Linked DNA regions of Zea mays: region 2 is linked to region 1. A link is a contact called in public Hi-C data. All regions are on one chromosome and are shown on one strand. The core of a region is the stretch at or near the end of the contact, and the rest is flanking DNA. Distances in the headings are between cores, read along the strand shown.

Region 1 (7,312 bases), core at 1,405-3,904:
AGCACACACACACATGCAAGCCAAGACTTGAGCTCAAAACGTAGCACGGAGAGTTCACAACTCAAACAGAGCTCAAATCACTAACACAATCGATCAAATGCGCGATGGTGGAGTGTGGGAGTTTTAGAATGCTTAGTGAATGCTTAGGTTACTCCTCCATACGCCTAGGGGTCCCTTTTATAGCCCAAAGGCAACTAGGAGCCGTTGGAGACAATCTTGGAAGGCAATTCTTGCCTTCTGTCGAGTGGCGCATGGGACAGTCTGGTGTGCCACCGGACAGCCACTGTAGCATGTCCGGTGCGCGATTTCCTTCCAAATTGGGCACAATCGACCGTTGCAGCTCCGGGCCCGTTGGCGCACCGGACAGTCCGGTGCCCCCTGTCGACCGTTGGAGCTGCCACGCGTCGCCCGCAGATTTCGTGGCCGACCGTTGGCGCTGGCGACCGTTGGCTCACCGGACAGTCCGGTGCACCACCGGACAGTCCGATGAATTATAGCCACGTCGCCTTTTCCGTTTCCCGAGAGCGACGAGTTCACCGCGGATGACTCACCGGACAGTCTGGTGCACCACCGGACAGTTCGATGAATTATAGCCATACACCATCGTCAACTCCCGAGAGCGGCCTTTTCACCGGAGACCAGCTTGGCGCACCGGACACTGTCCGGTGCACCACCGGACAGTCCGGTGTGCCAGTCCGAGCTGAAGTTTGGCTGCTCACAGCCAAGTCTTTTGCAATCCGATTCCTCTCTTTTCGGCACTGTTTCTAGCACTTAGACACACAATGTTAGTTCACAAAAACAATGTACTAAGTCTAGAAACGTACCTTTTACTTTGATTTGCACCTTTCACACATTTAGCACATTAGTACTCAAATAATGTGTTGGGCATCTAATCACCAAAATACTTATAGAAATTGCCCAAGGGCACATTTCCCTTTCAGATAGGATTAAAGGAACCATAATTCAAATGAAGTTCATAAGTTGCAAAAAATGAAAATCACATAGTTTATACAAAAAAATTTAAAACTCCTCATCCTACTCATGTTCTTCCTCAACTAGTTTTAATCGTTTTATCAAACTTTCATGGCCAACCTATGAGTCCTCTTCATGTTGTCATCCATGTCGGTGGTGGACTAATCCAGCAGCTTGGTGAACTGCTCGTAGAATTTTGATTGATTTATCTTGTTGCTAGCCTTGCAAAACTACTTCACAATCATCCTCTTCTAGTATGGGGACTCACTACTACTTATTGCTTTCCCTTAACCTCATGTTGGCTCTTGCCCTATCATGACCAATAGGGTGTGATGGTTTGACACTATTGAGCATGCGGATCTGCTTCACTAGAGTTGGAGTCACCATGTCACACGCACCACTTGGGTTGATGACAAAGAGCACACCACATATGCTCCAGCTTGAATTCAGTTTTATCGGGCCTGTTGTGGAAGCTCTCCTTTGCCACTATAGCATCATCTGATTTGCTCAGTTGGGTGGCGAACAAACGGTTTTGGATGTCGTTGAAGACAATGACTTTTTGGTTGCTTATGGACCACCAATCCTTGCGCTACTTAATGGTATGGTTGCAAAGAGGTTTGGTGGTAGAGTTGTACATGGCTAACTTTGGTCCCAAAAGCCAATCTTTTTGTCTTTTCCCTCAATGCGAGTGTGTTAACTATTTGGTCAACGGAGTGCATTAACCATGTGTGCATCTATAAATTTATGAACCCAAAAATTGTTCTCGACTTAACAACAGTGTTGAACTCATAAAGGTATACTTGTACTTGTAAGCCTTTCATCCTCTATCTTAGCGAGTTCCGTCGCTGTTGGAATTGAGATGTCCTAGAGTACGCGAACTGGTTGGAGGCCATACCGCTATGGCTACTTGGTGGCACTACCGTGGTTGGGGGAGAACAAAAAGGAGCACAACCACCATATGTGGGAGGAACACCATAGGGGGAGGGACCACATCAAGAAGCCATAAGGAGAAGCATACGAAGGAGGTGCACCATATGATCCATAAGGAGGAGGTCCCTATGGCATATGTATGGGTACGAAAGAGGATATAGATAAGTAAAATGTTGTGGAGGAGGAGTGGCAATGGAAGGGGCTTCATTAGTGCTAGGAGGATAAGTGACAATCGTTAGAGGCTTAGTAGTAGAGGCAGGAGCGTCGTCACTTGGTCGATATGGATATGGAGAAAGAGGATACATGTAAGGAAAGGGAGGTTGATAAGTAGGGAACGAAAACGAGTAGGAACGTCCTCTTATCGGTAAAGGTCAAGATAAAGACAGTCGGAGAAGTCTTTACCTGCACCGACAAAGGTCTCGGAACGTTGTGAGATTGCTCGTTGAGCAAGTCTGTGAACGTATCAAAGTTGGGAGTCCATCTGGGATTCATATCGAAATGAAGATTAGGAAGCTACTAAATTGAGACTAAGTGTATACAAATGGAAAATAAAGCTTGTGAATTAGAGATGAATGTGTGTGAATGAACTCAAGTACCCCCATTATTTATATTGTGAATTCCAGATTTGTTGGATTTTTAGATTTTTTAAAAAATTCAAATAGATGAAATAGCATTGACCAATCAAACAATGCCATGTAAACAACCGACAGTCACTACCGATCACGCCTGGCTAGTACCGGCGCTTGCCCCAATGCGTCGGTCGGTACCGACCGGGCAGTACTGATCGACCTGACCCCATCGCTACCACTATAGCCCGCCTCGATCAGTCGGCAGCCTAGCTAACCGACCGAACCTAGAGTCCGTCGTTGATGTTGTCATGGTCGGTACCGACCATCGGCCCTGCCGCGTCAGCGGTCAGTATCAATCCTGCCATCCCGTTGAAACCCGCCTAAAATCTATGTACTGAAGACCTGGCGTCGACGGCGGCCTCCTCGGCGGCGGGCGCGGGCTGGTCTCCTTCCGCTTCCCGGACAGCTTCTGGGCGGGCCGCGTGGTGGCGCGCACGGGATGCAGCTCCGGGCATTCCCGGTGCGAGACGGGAAGCGTTGCGCCGGCGACGGTGGTGCAGCTGGTGGTGCACGCGGAGGGGCAAGACCTGGCGTCGTACAGCGTGAGCCTGGTGGACGGGTTCAACGTGCCCGCTGTGGTGAGCCCGCAGGCGGTGGGCGGCGGGCAGTGCCCGGCCCTGGGGTGCGCGGCGGACCTCAACGCCGGGTGCCCGCCCTCGCAGCGCGTGCTGGGGGCCGGGGGCGGCGTGGTGGCGTGCAAGGGCCCCGCGGGCTACTTCAAGGAGCGGTGCCCGCTGACGCGCACCACGCCCACCGACGTGGAGCCCGTGCCGCAGCGGTGCTTGGCGCCCGGCGAGCTCAAGGTCGTCTTCTGCCAGTCCGCCATGGTGAACGCCGCCGCCGCCGCCGAGACCGAGCGCATCCGCACCGTCGTCGCGGACAACTAGAGCTACTAGCTGTCTAGCTGCCTGTGGTAACGCCGGCCGGTGGTCACTGGTCAGTTGAACGGAGGAGATGCCGGCTCTCTGATTAGTGCGTAATAAAGGTACGTACGTTAACTAGGCAATTAAGCGCGTGTGTTACTGTTGAACTTGAACGGGGCCGCTATTAAAGCTGTGTGTGTGTGTGTGGTACTAGTAGTTGTCATTGGCTTCGTTGCCATGTGTTCGGCCGGCAGTGCCAAGTGAATAGTTGCGTCCATCCAGGAGAATGTATGTTTTTGAGTTGCGACACGTTTCATGTCTCTTGCCATGTCATGCGCGCGGCGGCGTATGCGTCGTATGTGTGAGCACGATTGCAGCCATGCACGGCCTCGAGGTAGAACTGTACAAGGACAGTATGGACGCGAACGGAGTGGGAGTAGGGGAACGGGAAATGTTGCCGCTTTCAAGTAGTGATGCGAAGGAATATGCAGAACGTAGAGTAACGCAGAGGACTGCATTGCCCCCCTCTTTTGGGACGAGAAAATTTCCCCAGTAATCTGAATTTCACGTGATATACGTGTGTGTAATCCCAACAAAAGTGATGATTTTTACATTAAGCCACAAAACACAATTGATGAAAAAGATCGGACATGATGTGCATAACAAGGAAATAAATTGTTTATCATATGATGAAGGTCACCCTCTAACCACCTTGAGATCGGAGAATTTTGGGCACATGCATCTCAACAGAAGCAATTTAGCTTTGTCTACAATACAAGTTTGGTCCCAAATAAGCTTTTTATATTATTATTATTATTAAAGATATTTCAAAAAACAACATTATATTTTAGAAAAAAAAACTAACCTATTAGCCCATATCGATCTTATTCATATGGCCATTTGCCTAGCCTATCAATATGGTAGGACAGTCTTACAATATGGTAAGACATGCCTACGCTGACTAGTGATGTGGTACCTTTTGATGTGTTATTGGCTTGGACGTGGAAGAGCTATATAGCCCCCGTCCTACCTGGCGTGGCACAGGGGATACAAAGCTGCATGATGGCCTCCTCTCTCCTTCATCCACCTATGTTGTCGCCCACTCCTGTCTCGCGGGACCCTTGCTCGCCCATATGCCTCCTCCCTTTCCCTCCCTCCCTCCCTTTGCCTCAATCGCGGCACCTCACTCTATTGCTCCCTTCCGAGTACTACCTCTTTGTAGACTCTAAACAGATACATCCTTATTCCTTTGCTTAGTCGTTGTATTGTTAATATGATCCCCAAAGATTACCACTTCTTTAGCAAGGTACTTTCTTTTTGCAATTGTTATTTCAATGATCATTTTTAAGTTAATGATAGTTAGTGAGTTAGAATTTGTAGGTACAATTGATTTATTGATTTAGCTAAATTAGTCAGATAGTTAGATTACATTAGTATATTGAGTTAGATTGCTTATATTGTTAGTTAAATTAGATTGGTATTGTTAGTTTGACTAGTTATTGTAGGTAGAAGATTGGGTGTTTGACAATATAGAAGATGAACTTAAAATGTTTGATATCCCACCTAGCTTCATTGGGTTTTGTTTGTGGGTAATGTAAATATTTGATGGCAAGATTTCACATTGACGAGGAGGTTTGATAGTGGGAAGAGAAGGTCACACTATGTGTTGATGCCCTTGCGCAATGAGGGCTATTTGCCATGCTACAAAATGGTAGTTCAATAGTCAAATGTGACATTGCCTGAGGTTTTAGTGGAGAATGGATATAGGAGGTCCTTAGATGGTATTAAAGTCAATGAACAATAATGTGGGGTTGATGTTGACGCAATGCCCGTCAATATGGGTTGGACAATCAATTGATCAAGGAACCACTTAATCCTTCTCTAATGACAGTTGGTGAAACGATGCGGTGTTTGGGAGGTATTGTCAACAACTTTGATGTGGGTTCATATTATACATGTACATTTGGGATATGTCTAACAGGCTACCCCAAAAGCACGAAATTAGAGGCAAGACCTAAATTAATTCTGGGCCTCGGTCGACATAGCTATGTTTTCTAGTCGAGCAACCAGCTCAACCTAGGGGTCTGACAAGGCGATTAATCTCGATTAGGTCGACTAATCGACCTCTGGTCGACCCTGGTCGTTTACTAGTCTTATTCATCTAGGACATATGTGTAGAGTATATATGGTATATAAGACCATATATGTATAGAGTATATACATAGTATATAACAATAGTATGACATATATATGTATAGAGTATATAAAATATTATATAACTATATATAAAGGGTAAACATGATAAGAATTCTACAATACTCATTTAAGGAAGATATTTGTCTCCAATAACCCTAAAGTAATGCAGGCGTTCAAAACAGCGAAGAAACACTTACTATCACACTACTAGTGACATAAGAAAATATTCATCCAACTGAAATTTTCTATAGGCTTCAGACCCTGGCTGACCAGAAGCGCCTGATCGAGCGACGTCCCTAGTCCTCGACTAGTTGGACGACCACGGCGATCAGATGTTCTGATCGGGTCGGCTTCCCTAATCGGCCACCCTAAACCGACCAGCCGACTAATCGCGACTAATCACGATTAGTCGGACGACTTGAAAACACAGCGACATAGCACAATACATGGGTCGTGTTTAGGCCTCAACTCAAGCACATGGGCTGGCCTATCATAACCCATTTAACTAAGACTCGTCAAAGCCCACTAAAACACACATAGTATATATATAATTGCTAGTTCGATTCAGTTTTTAACGAGGCAACCACAAAACAAATCAATTTTATTTTGTTTATATATGTTTTATACTTTTGTTTGTATTTAATTTCATGTGATTTGTTTTATTGATTGAATAAATTACTTTGTATTACTATTCTGTTTATATGGTCGCCCTGACACATTATGGCATTTTGGGTTATTTAGACTGACCTGACACACTTAAGTATTTGTGGGCCATGTCGTGGCCCGTCGGCTTGGCACACAGGATGACACATCATAGTCTATAATTAGGGTTGTGCTTTTAGTGGGTCGTGATTTAATGTGTCTGGCCTTCCCGTGCGGGCCAATCCAGATGTACATGTATAGTTCATATGAGCAATATAAGTTGGAGGAAAAGGAGGAGAAAAGGATTAGTGGATGATAATTGATTCTGACTTGGTGGAAGATGATTATGGAGAAGGTACCTTAGAAGAGGGACGCATCCAGGGATGGCAATGAGTCAGATTCAGGTCTCAGGTGACATAAAAACCCATCCTCGGTCGCACCCACGGGTGCCATTTCGAACCCGAACCCGTCGGGTTTCAGGTCACCCGTAAGTTTTACTGACTATACATGTTTAAACAACAATTCAGCTATAACCAATTAAGTACCAACAATAATTGAGTTATATCTATAAATTTTAAGTCTTCTCATGTTGAGAAGCAACATAGCATTTTTCAAGTACCATTAGTCAATTTACTTATTCAAAATAATTACTATTGTATCTTAATAATTTTTGCACAAAATAAAGAATAAACCAATTTTCGGGTCGGGTACGGGTCACTCGTGGGCATAACATAGTTTATAATTGGGGTTGTGCTTTAGTGGGTCATGGTTTAATGTGCTGGCCTTGCCGTGTCGGGCCAATCCAGATGTACATGTATAGTTCATACGAGCAAGACAAGTGGGAGGAAAAGGAGGAGAAAAAGATTAGTGATGATAATTGGTTCTGACTTCAAATATGAGGACCATGATTATGGAGAAGGTACATAGAAGAGGGACGCACGCACGGATGCTAATGGGTCGGGTTCAGGTGGGTGGAATAAAAACATGTCCTCGATCGCGCCCACAAAGTCTATATAAACCCGCCTACGATCGCACCTGCGGGTGCAATTCTAAACCCGCACCCGAATCCGTCGGGTTTCG
Region 2 (7,312 bases), core at 1,316-3,815, 190 kb before region 1:
GCTGGATCTGCATCACCATTATCCCCTTTCTTTCAAGATATCGTTCAGAACCTGCTTATGGTCACTCACAGGGACGATGCTGGAGAATCTCGGTTGCGAACAGCAGCATATGAGACCCTAAATGAAGTTGTCAGGTGCTCCACTGAGGAGACGGCCCCTATTGTTATGCAGTTAGTACCTGTGATCATGGTGGAGCTCCATCAGACACTGGAAGCTGAAAAGCTGTCAACTGATGAGAGGGAGAAGAGGAGCGAACTGCAGGGCCTCCTTTGTGGTTGCTTGCAGGTCATAATCCAAAAGTTAGGGGGGATGGAGTCAACTAAGTACTCTTTCTTGCAGTATGCTGATCAGATGATGGATCTGTTTTTGAAAGTTTTCGCATGTCGAAATGCCACAGTACACGAAGAAGCTATGCTTGCTATTGGTGCATTGGCATATGCAGCTGGCCCAAACTTTGCAAAGTACATGACACAGTTTTATCAGTATTTGGAGATGGGACTTCAGAACTTTGAGGAGTATCAGGTGTGTGCCATTACCGTGGGTGTTGTTGGTGACCTCTGCAGAGCACTGGAAGACAAAATTTTACCCTTCTGCGATGGCATCATGACCCAGCTCCTGAAGGACCTGTCCAGTAACCAGTTGCACAGATCTGTGAAACCACCGATATTTTCGTGCTTTGGTGATATAGCACTGGCAATTGGGGAGGACTTTGAGAAGTATTTGATCTATGCGATGCCTATGCTGCAAAGTGCTGCTGATTTGTCGGCCCATACCACTGCAACTGATGATGAGATGCTCGACTACACCAATCAGCTAAGAAATGGAATCTTGGAAGCCTACTCTGGTATCCTGCAAGGATTTAAGAGTTCACCTAAGACACAACTGCTGATGCCATTCGCTCCGCATATTATTCAGTTCCTTGATGCTCTGTACAATGGGAAGGATATGTACGTCAAAACTTCACACTCTGATTCTTCAACTCCGCTGCTTAACTTATGAGCCATTTGTTTTGTTGGCCTAATTCCTTATGTTGCTATGACTCTTTTGCAGGGATGATACTGTGATGAAGACTGCAATAGGTGTCTTGGGAGATCTGGCTGACACATTAGGTGTCCATGCTGGCCCTTTGATCAATCAATCCACCTCAAGCCAGGCATTTTTAGAGGAATGCTTGGCATCAGACGATCCTTTGGTGAAAGAATCTGCCGATTGGGCGAGGATAGCAGTCAGCCGTGCAGTTTCGGGTTGATGCCACAGTGAGTCTCGAGTCTGCACTTGCATCCCATCCACATGTCATCATGCCTGGGTCTTTAATTGCTTCATGTCCAGACCTGCTCTTCGGTGAAGTCCAACATCTTTACAGCAGAGTCGGAGGGTCCCCACTAACTCATGCATCAGTACATGTGTCAACCCGCGCCCCGCTTCGGCGGGAAAAGAAGGGTTCAAGTTGGCCGCCCACTAACTTTCGCCAAATGCATCTGCAACCTTCATGTCTTGTTGGAGGTGAGATGAGGTTCTATTATCGCATGACATGCTCACAGATTCCTGTGCATGGCATGCCTATGATATGTGGCCCATCATTTCCTCCCCTGTATCCATCCCATGCATCAAAGTTTGGTCAGATGGCCACGTGGGACAAAAGGCGCAGTTTCTTGCTGCTGCTCCAGTAAGAAAGAGCGGGCTCGAATCGCGTTGTCACAGGATTATTTTTGTATCGATCAGGGTGGCCAAGTCCATTTATGTCAGACATATCCTCCCTGCTGCTGCTGGTAGGTTGTGAATTTCCTAGCATTCTTTTCCCTTTGGCCGCTTGCATTGTCTTTGCATTTCATTCTTGGTCGGTCTATTTTGTAAGAGTTGCTTTGGGGGCAAAACATGTGTCCTGTCCGGTCTGCTACCGCACGCTATTTGTACAAGTCAGGTCCGTGCGTGCATTGGTTTATTTCCCGGTGTTATCGGAGCAGCGCGTGTTTGTGCCTTTTTCCACCGTGTTTTTGGTAATCTACATACATGCTGCTCCATTTCGGTTTATGAGGAGCTGTGTGGGTGAAGAAACAGAGATAGAGTTATATAGGTCTTTGAAGTGGTTCTTGCTGGTGGCAGAGGCAAATTGAGTTGGGTGTGGTTTATGAATTGTACCATGGTGTGGAGAAGACCCACTGGTAATATTTACTGTATTTGGCTGGTGCTCCGCCGCAGAGCATATGAGCAAAGTTAAGCGTGAGTGCTCTTTTTCTCAGCTTCATCTAAACATGGAATCAATTTAGTAAAATGTAGGTAAAGAAGTAAAGGTAGAATGCTTCTTGTTATCTTGCTTTTATCTCTGCCCATATCCTTACCCACCCAACTTGTCTGCTTCTAATTTGCTATGACCGTCCTTTTCTTCTTTTTTTTTGAATTGATAAAAAACGGTTTTCGATCCTAGCCCGTGTAGGAGTATATTGAAAACCGTAGCCAAATCTACTACTAGCATTGAAGTTCTTTTCTCTATTGACCCTTCTCATGGACGCTAGTCGCATCACTAAGCTCGCCTATAAAAGCCAGGCAGAGCTGTCTGATGTTTTGTCATTGCCATCACAATTCACAAACTCACGCCTAATAACACTACACAACCAGCTATAGGGGCCTACCAGCTTTGTCAAGGGCTGAAGAAGACCATGGCCAGAGCCATCGTCCTCGCCGCTCTTCTCCTCGCTGCCACTGCCAGCTCCACGACGGCGACCACGCTGACCATCCACAACCTCTGCCCTCACCCGGTGTGGCCTCTGGTGACCCCCAACTCAGGCCTCCCTTCCATCTCCGACAACACCGCGCGACTAGACCCCAACGCGCTGCTCACCCTCTCCTTCCCGCCCACCTTCTGGGCCGGCCGGGTGGCCGCGCGCACGGGCTGCGACGCCGCCGCGTCCGGCTGCTGGACGGGCGCCGCGCCGCCCGCCACCGTCGTGCAGGTCACCGTCCACGACGGCACGAACCAGGACCAGGCCGCCTACAGCGTCAGCCTCGCCGACGGCTTCAACGCGCCCGTGGTGGTCAGCCCGCAGGCGGCCGGCGGCGGGCAGTGCCCAGCGCTGGGGTGCCCCGTCGACCTCAACTGCGACTGCCCCCCGCAGCAGCGCGCCGCCGAGGGCGCCGCGTGCCGCGGCCCGCCGGAGTACTTCAAGAGCCGGTGCCCGCTCACCAGGACCACGCCCACCGACGTGGAGCCCGTGCCGCAGAGCTGCCGCGCGCCGGGCGAGCTCAAGGTCGTCTTCTGCCAGGCGACCATCGTCACAGGCGGTGTCGCCGCTGCCGCCGAAGCCGAGATGGCCATCCGAACCGTCGTCGCCGACAGCTAGACTACTGGCCGAGACAGACGTCCAGCTCCACTGGCCCCGCTTCGTTGAATCGTTATTTGTCACGCTTTTTGCTTTCGTGTGTTTGTTAGCTTAGGCTTCGACGCGTGTAACCCGGTGGTTTTTAAGCAAAATTTCAAGTTTAAATTCGTATTACATATTTTTTAATAAAAGCATTACATTTCTAATAAATTTAATTTAAAAAATCAGCTAAAATGCTCCCCATTCACGAGCTTATCGATAAATCCGCTTGCACTTGCAGACGACAATAATATAATTTCTTCTGAACAATGCCCTTTTTTTCCTTGCAAAATTCCTTGGCGTCCCGTTTGCATCATTGAAATTTAATTCCATTCTAATAATGGTGATTTAGTTATATATCAATTAAGCAAATTCGATTTTATGTAAAATATATTTTTATATTATTATTAGTAAGATATCAGAGATATTTATATGATATATTTTTACTATAAAGAAGTGAGACGAAGAATATCATGTAAGTTAAACAGTAGAAATAAATTCTACTAATGCATAAAATCATTTCCCATCCTCCACACTATGAATTTGAGATAGATTCATATCTGAAGTTTGGGAAGTGGTGGAATATCAAATTCCAAACTAAATAAGTTACTTTATTGAGTAAATTACAAATTCTCTAATGAAAGAATCCAAACGGGGTGTGAATAAAAATCCAGATCCGTTAAACTGAGACATTTAAAATCCACGGAGCATTTTCATTCACGGCCCTAGTAGCTCTTTTGGCATATATACCTTGCTTCTACCCGAGAGGAAAAGGGTTAAAGCAAAAGCTGCGGATATCACATCCCCCGATGACTGATGTCGGCGTCATCATGTCTTACCATCTTTCGACAAAGCAGAATTGTGTCGAAGACGAAAGCACGACATGACATCACCTTGCTTCTATTTTCCCCCTTGAGACTAAGGGCGTGTTTGCCGCCATGGCCCAGCAGCCTGGCTGCGCTCCCGGGCTGCAACTCCTGTGTTTGCGTCGCCTGGCTGGCTCGGGAGCCAGGCTGTGCGCGTGCAAATTGAGCCTCTCAGCCTGGCTCCACAGAAACGAGCTCAAGGTCCGTTTCCTGGGAGCCTGGCTGCTCGTGGCGCAAGGATTCCGCGTTTAGGTAGTTTTGGCCTTCTAGCCTGGCTGCATATTGGGTGACAAACACCAGCTCGTCTGAGCCAGGCTCATATGGTACAAGTGCGCAAACAAAGTGAGTTGCAGTAGCCGGGACAGGCTAGCCTCAGCCTGGACCAATTGAACGGGCCGAGCTGGCCAGGGACAGGGTCACAAACACGCCCTAAATATGCGAAGCTCCATCGAATTATGAAAACAATAATCTGGATCTGATGTACAGTTGGAGACAGGGAGCGAAGCCACGTTAGCTTTCTCTGCTACATGGTTACCAGGGTGAAGTAGAATTTTGCTAACATCTACCTTAAATTTATCTTGTATTTATTTTAAAATTATATATTTTCTCTTTATGTTTGCTATAATGTGTACCAAGGTTATTTTTGAGCTGATACACATGAGCAACGCTCCTTGACTCCTTGCCCCAACCAACACATCTTGCATAGGCTCAGAAAGGCCTCCGTCTCGGCGTCGCCAGAGCCCAGAGAGCACACCGTCAGCTCGTGCATGGGTTATGAACGCAGCGGCGGGCTCTCCCTTCTGCATCCCGATCGTTGTCGAATCCGAGGCTACCAATGTCGCACTATCTAAGATTGGATATCAATCTAGCTCGGCTCAGATCATTTGAGTTCGAACTGACTCGGTTCGACTTGTTAAGCTAACGAGCCACAGAGACAGATCGATTTGACTCGTTTATAAGCTCGAGCTGACTTATTTAACTCACAAGCCATATTAGAAAAAAAGAACAATATATATAATAATCAATTTATAGTTAATTACAAACCAATTTAACAACAGAAAATAGTAATTATACTTACAGTTCCACATACATCATCAATGTAACAACAAACTAACACAACTCATCACTCATCAATTTATCATCAATTTAAAATTCACACACATGTTCATTAGTTTAACCTACAGTCATAGTTGTATAGACCAATTTAATATGTAGACATAGTTCATCAATAATCAGTTTAACTCATATGACATAGGCACCACACGTACATATAATGTTCACTGTTATGCTGAAATTTGATAGCTTGTTTAGCTCGCGAGGTGACTCGTTAGTAAACCGAGCTAAAATGTCATTTCAGGTCATGAAAAAAATTCAAACGAGTCGATCCAAACTAAGTGAAGCTAACCATACACCGAGCGAGCTACAAATATTTCGTCTAGCACTGCACTAGCGGCCATTCGTGCATCGCCAACGACTGCGGCCGAAAGGACTCACACATTTTGCAGAGGTGTCATCATGTGTTGACGCAAGCCGGTTGCCGGTGGGCGTACCACACCTATATATGCCCAAACGGGCAGCCCGGCACGGGCCCGCTAGGCCCGACTAATAATCGGGCCATGTCGGATCGACCCGCGTGTTACAACTCTGGCACAGACACGACATATCGGTCTACTGACCGTGCCGAGTTGGCTTGTTAGCATGTTGGTCATTTGGTAAAATCATAGTAAAATGCTAAAAACGGTGATGGAGGGGGATTTCGAATCCACACCCTTATAGAAGAAGGGCGGGAGACGCTGGATGAAGATGACGAACTAATAGAACACTTGTTTGGATGTGATTAATATTAAATATAAATTATAAATATATATTTTTTAAAAAATAAAAAATATAATCGTACTGGACCAGATTAGCACTACGGATCGAGACCATGACTCGAGCAGGATACAGCGCTCATGTCAGATCGGCTCAGGCACTATAAAACGGACCATGCCTCAGACCAGCCGCTAGGCATGTGCTATTTATAACCACGCCGCGTGCGCGCTCCGTCATCGTCGAGGCCGAGCATGTAGGGTGCTGGTAGGCCGAGCATGCTCGTCGACAGCCGATCGTTGTGGTCGCGACGGGTTGTAGCAGACTTCCAGTCGCTACTGCCATGTGAAGGCCTATGGTCGTTGTTAGTCGATTTGTTTGGTGATGGCCCACTCTTGCGGCAGCCAAATCTATGGCTCTCCAATGGCGCATAGGCATCTTATGGTGGCGTCTACTCTTTGCGGTTGCAGTGACCCACCAAAATCATAAAAAGAATAACAAAAGAGCAATATGATTACATCATTTTAGTCCCTCTCTTTTCCTCCGAAGCATTAGAGAAAGAGAAGTTTTGCACTATCCTTTAGGCCTTGTTCGTTTGTGTCGGATTGCACCCGGAATCATTCCAGCTAATCAAAGTTTGTATAAATTAGAGAAACAATCCGGTTAGTAATCGTTCCGACCCACCAATCCGGCACAAACGAACAAGGCCTTAACGATATCCACAGATGCTATGTTTTTCCTATGAATGCAGTTGTTTAATTGTGTTCAAACACACAGACACAACCTTCTAGGATCAATCAACGGCTCAATGAAAAGATAAAGCAAACATAAACTTTAGATACAAGTGTCAGTGTTTTGGGTCCGACCGCACACCCGGGGTTGCCCCTCAAGGTGTTTTTAGGAGTAGGACGGTGTCGCCGACTGTAGCTAAATGGTTCGTGCCGGATGCACGAGGAACAATGGATAGTGTTTATAGGTTCGGGCCGCTTGAAGATGCGTAACACCCTACGTCCTGGTGAGAATGTTTTACGTGGAGGATTACAAGGGAAGCTCTTTAATGCTAGAGAATAGAGAGTTGGGGTGGATGGGTGAGTAGTGAGATCGATCGTTCTGAAGGGGTGCCCCCTAGGCCTTATATATTCGACCGTGAGGCAATACATGCGGATGTGATAACAATGCGCACCTAAGAGATAGTGAACTGATTGAGTCTATCCTCCTATAGTTCTGCCGACTTATCCTCGCCCGGTTCCGTTGTACGGGGCTCCAGCGCGGAAAAGTCGG

The links. A called contact is a pair of places that touch in the nucleus more often than the background predicts.
Region 2: a Hi-C map of tassel shows a contact between it and region 1, with 2.6 times the contacts expected there. The contact joins the promoter of LOC100280619 here to the promoter of LOC103652171 in region 1. A contact is called at or near these places in 2 of 25 Hi-C or Micro-C datasets (ear and tassel).

Annotation. Positions count from the first base shown.
Region 1 is chr3:127,963,412-127,970,723 of Zm-B73-REFERENCE-NAM-5.0, reverse strand. It overlaps LOC103652171 (osmotin-like protein), which reads left to right and starts at 2,654. Exons shown (of 2, transcript XM_008677810.2): 1 at 2,654-2,661; 2 at 2,872-3,703. The coding sequence starts at 2,654. The coding sequence ends at 3,418.
Region 2 is chr3:128,149,310-128,156,621 of Zm-B73-REFERENCE-NAM-5.0, reverse strand. LOC100280619 reads left to right here and starts at 2,565. Exons shown (of 1, transcript NM_001367136.1): 1 at 2,565-3,521. The coding sequence starts at 2,658. The coding sequence ends at 3,338. It overlaps LOC100381984, which reads left to right. Exons shown (of 3, transcript NM_001361569.1): 2 at 1-947; 3 at 1,051-2,245. The coding sequence ends at 1,249.